Linked DNA regions of Danio rerio: region 2 is linked to region 1. The links are chromatin contacts, called in public Micro-C maps. All regions are on one chromosome and are shown on one strand. The core of a region is the stretch at or near the end of the contact, and the rest is flanking DNA. Distances in the headings are between cores, read along the strand shown.

The links. A called contact is a pair of places that touch in the nucleus more often than the background predicts.
Region 2: a contact with region 1 is called in a Micro-C map of caudal fin, with 3 times the contacts expected there. The contact joins the promoter of scamp1 here to the promoter of dym in region 1. A contact is called at or near these places in 3 of 18 Hi-C or Micro-C datasets (caudal fin, hematopoietic stem cells and an unstated tissue).

What each region holds. Positions count from the first base shown.
Region 1 is chr21:4,396,626-4,400,547 of GRCz12tu, forward strand. It overlaps dym (dymeclin), which reads right to left and starts at 2,269. Exons shown (of 18, transcript XR_012397079.1): 1 at 2,070-2,269.
Region 2 is chr21:4,554,061-4,557,982 of GRCz12tu, forward strand. scamp1 (secretory carrier membrane protein 1) reads right to left here and starts at 2,286. Exons shown (of 9, transcript NM_205692.1): 1 at 2,181-2,286. The coding sequence starts at 2,237.

The DNA of each region.
Region 1 (3,922 bases), core at 1,019-3,518:
TTTTAGAAAGTATCTTGCTGTCTGCGTGACAGTTTTAGAAATGTTGGCTTGTGTTTTCACAAGACTTTAGTGTACAAATTAGCCTTTAGCACCCACAGTCGTACCTCTGCAGTTAGAGATTATTTCTGGACACGACACTCAAAATGCCCCTTGAGTTACGATTAAAGCGAGTGAAAGCGAGGTGAAGCTAAAATTGCTATTAGTTTTTGAAGTTATTGCTTTTTTAGCCGTTTCTTTTACTTCATCCATCAAATACAGTGTCAAGTAGAAGTCAAGTTCACCTCAAACATTTTCAAGTACACAAATCAGTGTTCACACACACATTTTTACTACTAAAATTTGATGACTTTTCCAGAACTTTCAAGTACATATTCATGACTTAACGTTTCATGTGAGGTATACATGGTAAATAATAAGAAAAACAATGATGTTCAAATTTATTACAGCATATCATAAAACATGCAACAATCTATTTTGTTTACATTTGTTTTTATATCCATGTAAATTGATTTTGCTAATGTTTACACAGAACTAATAATGTGGGAGCATGTTTTTGGCCAAGGACAGAAGAGAAGACAACTAACCTACATTCAAGTTAGGGCTGCACAATATATAATTTCAGCATCGAGATCGCAACGTTTGCATCCGCAATAGTCACATCGCAGGATATGCAATGTTGGCATTACAATTTAATATAAAGTTTATTCATAATGGAGTAAAAGTTTATCATCTGCAAGCATTTTTAAAGAGATAGTTCACCCAAAAATTACTAACCATTTTCATTACACCCTTCATTTGTTTCAAACATTCTTTTTTTTTTTTTTATGAACACAAAAAGAATATAATTTACTAACTCCTACACTATCTAAACAAGTGAAGTGTGAGTAAATAAAGAGTACATTTTAATCTTTGTGTAAACTGTCCCTTTCAGGCCTGTAACTGTGTACACTTCAATATTTCAGAGTTTAAAACATTCGCCCACAAGAAATGTTTAGTAACTTTAATAAAGATTAAACAAAATATACAGTGAAGACTATGCAGTGTTGATTATTCAATATCTGTACCTGAGGAGTGAATAACTAAAAACTATAATTCACTTTTATCTTTACTATATTTTATTTGATCTATCCTTGTCATTAATGTGTATATATTATTCCAGATTCACTCCTCTACAAAATCCAAACATTTTCCAAAACATTTTTGTTTTATTAGTTTTTCCAAAACTTTTCCAGGCCTGGTAAATGCTTTTTCATAAATGTATGACTTTTCCAGCACCTTGTGAACCCTGAATACGAGTCTTCTCATCTTTGACACATAAACATACATCCATGCAAATATTATATGCAAATATGATCTCTTGTTTCTTGTTTAATTTTTAGTAAACGTCCTATGAAAAAGGCTTCTCATTTCATTATTAGGTTAGATACTGTGTAAATACTAATACTAATTACTGATTAGTAATATACTAATTATTTCAATATTCAATGCAATGCAATTATCTACATTACAGGTGATTTTAGGTAATTTTAGGTAAATACAGCAACTAATGAACGACTTACAATATACAGGTAAATGATTTACATATTCAAATTCTGATAATCTTCCAATGTTTAGACTGTATTTCTGTTGTACAGAGAGTAATGTAAACACTGCAATAGCCATTATTACTGAACTATCCAAACAACAGCAGTCTAATCAACACAGACTACATATGATTTAACACGCTGTAATTAAGACTGCTCAATAATGTACAATTCAAAACTTCCTGTAAGTATTTAATTCATTTACTTTGACACATTTAGCTTTCCTCTGTTGTCTTTCTGTCAAATAACACTCTTCACGGCTTTTACGCTCAACGCAGACGAAAATACCAGAATGTGGTTAAATATTCATTTTATATGGCTACATCTTGGTGCTTCACTGTTTATGTATAAGTTAATAAGTGTCCAGGGAGCAGAAACACACTTAGCAAAAATTAGCCTGCAGACTCTAGTGAATGGAGAAACCCATTATAAACGCGTTAGCTTACATGCTAACATGCTAGTAGGCTAGCGGCAAGATTAACTTACCTGTTAAATTTCAGAGCTGACAGCGCCTTAGAAAAGCCCCTCTCGTTCCGTAACACAGGCTCCTTTGTATCTTCGGACTAGTACGAGTAAATGAGTTGTATGTAGTGATGTTAAATATCCAGTAAAGTGTGTTTAACAGTGTAAGTTGCTGTGCTGTATACGTCTCCACGTCGCCAATGACGCTCGTGACATCCCACCTCGCCGAGCACGCGCAGAAGAATGAGCCAATCACATGGAAAACCCGCCTCTTGAATATTAATGATTATGCTAAAGTGAGAAGGTAGGTGCAAACTTATTAATATTCAATAACTTGACGTTTCAAGTTTATAAATACGCTTCTGGGAAATATTTATAACTTATTGAGGTCTGCTGAAAATACGTAAGAAATATTAAAATGTATTAAATCTTCAAATAATTAACAAAAAAAGACATATATAATATAATATAATATAATATAATATAATATAATATAATATAATATAATATAATATAATATAAAACTGTTCACTGTGTAAAACATATGCTGGATAAGTTGGCGGTTCACTCCACTGTGGTGACCCCCTTAATAGAGGGGCCAACCCAAATAGAAAATATAGAAAATGAATGAATGAATGAATAATACAATACAATATAGCGTGACACGGTGGCTCAGGGGTTAGCACTGTTGCCGCACAGCAAGAAGGTCGCTGGTTCGAGTCCCGACTGGGTAAGCATTTCTGTGTAGAGTTTGCATGTTCTCCCCGTGTTGGCGTGGGTTTCCTCCGGGTGCTCTGTTTTTCCAAACACATGCACTATAGGGAAATTTGGGTAAGCTAAATAGGTCGTGTGAGTGTTTATGGTGTTTATTGGCGGTTGATTCCGCTGTGGAATAAAGAGAGAGAACTAAGCCTAAGGAAAATGAATGAATAACATAGCCTAATATAATATAATATTTATTCATTCATTCATTCATTTTTATTTTCGGCTTAGTCGCTTTATTAATTAAGGAAACTTCCAATTATACGATGCATATAGGATATTGCATATTTTTGTTCACTGCAGTTTATTTGTGTAGTTGCGATCTGTTTGGTCCATGCTCTTTCTGAAGGTTTTGTTTTATTCCACTAGGTGGCAGTAAAGTATTTTGTATTTTGTTTTGAACAAAATGATACCGTCACTATGACAAGGTAATATTATTAGCGTCATTATTGTTGTTGGATAGATATATACATTTCAATTAAAAATTACTAAATAAAAACGTCAGCAATTACCATAAATCATGTTTTGTTTTTCCCGTTATTGTACTCTTTAATTCCCCGAATAAGGGATCAGAAAACCACTGAAATGGAGTCATCTACTTCTGCAAATGAACTCTTCATATATTTTGATCATTCTTCATCACCTAATTTAGATCAGCAGTTATGGCTGCACAATGTTAACTTTCAGCATGCACATGTAACATTTTCAGTCATGAACTGTCACCAAAGAAAAGAAATGAGATGTTAGAAACAAGTTATTAAAACTGTTATGCTGTAAAATATATCTTCTCTCCGTTAATCCACCCTTTACTAAACTATTTCTTTAAACTTTGAAATGAATGAATAAATTAAACAATTAACTCTTTCAAATTAAAGTACATTTTAACTGTGACCAAATTAAAGTTGTAGATTGTTAATAAGACAAGCTTATAAATGAATTTTGTGATTTGGGACAGCTGAACAGCATTTTTTTATTTTTGACCATGATTATAGGAAGGTAAAACAGCTTTAACACTTAATAGCTAAACCTATTTAAAGCTAAGAAAACAGATGTTTATATTTTACAAGTAAATAATGTTTCACAAAAACAGATTAGACAGTATTAGACATTTTCTG
Region 2 (3,922 bases), core at 1,036-3,535, 160 kb after region 1:
ATTTAGATATATTGTAATGTAAACAAATGAGCTTCATAACAGCACTGCAGAATAATGACATAAAATTCACATAAATTTTAATTGTCACTCTCTATAAATATTAATATATGCTTTCTAAATACAATGTGTATCAATTTCGGCAGCCTGATTTCACGAGAAAACGTAAGTATTTTACATTTTGACAGTTTAGTGGCTAATTCAGTTCAGTCGTACGAAATCGTACGATTTTAAAAAGGAGGCGTGGCACCTAACTCCACACCTAAACCCAACCGTCATTGGGGGATGAGCAAATCGTACTAAATTGTAGGAATTAGATCGTACAAATTCATACGAATTAGCCACTAAATTAAAAAGTTACGAATTGCTGTGAGATTGTGTTGGATTAACACACTACTCATTGTTTTAGGGGACAAACAATTGATGCAATACAATTATTTTAATAAAATAAAAGTTAATAAAAAGTATCATGATCATATATATGATATATATATATGTATGTATATATATATTCTCCGATCAGGATTTTTGCAGCTGATACAGAGTACCGATTCCATGTCATGGTCATCGGCTGATACTGAGTATGCATATAGCACATTTTCCCCTCCAAGTATGATAAGATCTCGCCTTACTTAAGAAAAAAAATAAAGGATGTTGCATATAATCCCATAAACATGTCTCTTATAACCATTTAGTAAGGAAATGTCATGGTCAGAAGGAGCTTTACAGAAATAAAATAGATAAAAGTGACCAAAAAATGGTAAGAAAAATTATTGACAATTTAGAAACATTGCAAATGATGGAAGAAGAACTCAACAAGTCTCACTGAAGAAAAGTTTGCAGTGCATATTTGATGCATAAGATGTTTTGAATATATATTGCTTTTTTAAATAAATATATTGCTTCTTTACTAAAAGGAAATAGGAAGGCAAGATAAAGTACCGTTTATTGCAATAAGTATAATCCAAAAGTTCTATTGTTAAATATTCAAGTTAACATTTGGGTGACAAAAGCTCAAAAACTGAATATAAATGGTTGCAACATAGAGACCATCACATTAATTTCACATAACATAAATCAAAAATGCACAGCAAAAAGACTTGCAAACCGAAGCCTAAAGGTGGACACTTTTACAATTATACTAAAATCTCTTTCATTAACTAAAAAAACGAAAGAAAGATTTAAATTAAGGAAAAGATTGCAGAAAGCATGTTGTATGTTGTGAGCAACAGGTTAAGAATGCAGTGAAGCATTAGAAATCACGTTTCAGATATGACAGTAGGCTTTACAGTAGGATTAAGTCATTTACAAAGTGATGTTTTTACAGAATGTCCACCGAATCAACAGTTCTGGTGCATTATGGTGTTCAGACTTCAGAAGACCAATGCTTGCACGTTTGGCTCAATGTTGCTGAACAAAATAAAAAATAAAACAGGCTGTCAGGGATCTAATTCCCTCAGCTGACCGGAGCTGCAAACACACACACACACACACACACACACACACACACACACACACACACACACACACACACACACACACACACACACACATCACTGATCAAAACAGGGCCGGCCTACATCCATCTATCTATCCCAGCAGCCCAAACATACACACATCATCCTTTAATAACCCTAAACATCAGCATTCAGCCTTATTCTAATCTACACACACATTGTAAAGTTCAATATTCATTTTAGACATGAACAGTTTCTGTAACAGCAGATTTCTCACCAGCTAAGAGATCCATGATAAATGAATAACATGATAAATAGAAACCAAGCAGAATTAAGCTCCATTCGTTATAATATAACAATAAACCCATAACATTATACACGTTAATGCGGTCAGATTTAATTAATAGTAGATTAAAGGCTTGTTTTGAATAGACTGAACACAGAACTGGAACAGAAATCGAATCAGAAACTCAATGATAATCACAAAAGCTTATGAACAAAAAAACAAATACTTAATAATGACATATTTACATACACCAGACTGTCGAATAACAGGTTTAGTCTTTTAAAGTGAATATGTTAGAATTAATTTACTCTGTTTGATATAAACGTAATCGACATGATGACAAGAATCTATCGACTTTAACGTTAACGTTACCTGTGAAACACACACAAAAACCTGTACACCGAAATACAATAATAAAAGCATCACTTATGTGGCATTACCTGAAACGGGTTGCTAAAGTCGGGGTCCGCGAAGGGATTGCTGTCAAAATCTGACATTTTGCCGGTTTATTTTGTCTGCTTTGTTAGGCTATGTTGTCGGTTTTCGGCAAGAAACGCACCAGCAGCTCGAGACTGATCCGCAACCGCAAAATGGCAGAACCGGAAATGACGTCATGCGTCAACTGCACGTCTTGAAATGATGAAGTGTTCTGCATTGTTATTTATGACCTTTTAAATGACCATTTTATTGCACTATTGATCGATTCAATTTATTTTAAATAAATTCAATTATATTAAATAGTTAAAGTTACCTAATTATAATATTTATATTTGACGATTAAAAATATATCTAAATATACCTCATCATATGGGCCTACCTTTACTATTTATTTATTCCCGTTATATCCTTATTTAATTTTTCAATTCTTTGTTTTGACAAAAGTGCAGAACAGGAGACGTCAAATATGTGAACATTGCAGCCACCTGGAGTCCATAAAGGATCATTACAACTAAGCAGAATATTTATCCATTTATATTTTTAAAAATCCTGATAATAAACAATGCTTCGCTTTTGGGGCTGATTTTCAATATTTAAAACAGCTTTTCATTCATGCATTTGAATACATTAATATTTAGATATCCTTTTTTTTTTTTGGTCTTTGTTTAATTAAAAAAACATCAAAATATCCACTACAAGTAATGGCCTATTATAGAGGACGAAATCTGCAAAAACAGTAAATAATAAATAAATATATAAACAAATAAATGAATAAACAAATCTACAAAATCCTGCATAAATAAAACAATAAATGCACAAATAAATACGCAAATAAATTAAGACTACAAATCTACAAATTCCTGCTTAGAAATTCTTGCAAGAGTTTGTGAATTTATTAATTAATTTATTTATTTATTTGCATATTTGTTTATTGTTTTATTGATGCAGGAATTTGTGGATTTTTTATTTATCTATTTGCATATTTATTTATTATTTTATTGATGCAAAAATTTGTGCATTTATTAATGTATTTATTTGAATACAATTTATTATTTTATTGATGCAGCAATTTGTGGATTTATTAATTTATTTATTTGCATATTTATTTATTGATTTATTGATGCAGGAATTTGTGGATTTATTAATTTATTTATTTGCATATTTATTTATTATTTTATTGATGCAGCAATTTGTGGATTTATTAATTTATTCATTTTGATACTTATTTATTAATTTATTGATGCAGGAATTTGTGGATTTATTAACCTTTTTTTGCATATTTATTTATTATTTTATTGATACAGGACCTTGTGGATTTATTTTTTAAAAATTGCATAATTATTTATTGGTTTATCGAGGCAGCAATTTGTGGATTTATTAATTTATTCATTTTGATACTTATTTATTGATTATTGATGCAGGAATTTGTGGATTTATTAATTTATTTATTTGCATATTTATTTATTTATTTATTGATGGAGGAATTTTTTTATTTTTTTTATTTATTTATTTGCATATTTATTTATTATTTTATTATTTTGGCAGGTTTCGTCCTCCATAGCTTAAGACTACAAAATAAGATATTCTCCAGATCTTTGCTGTTATATAAATTTGGAATAAAAAATATTAAGGTATTATAATAACATATTATCATTGCATTGTTTTTTGTTACCTAGCCTCTCTACTTAAAAAATTCACCTTATTCAATACATTCTTTATAATTTCTTCATATTTAAATTGAAAA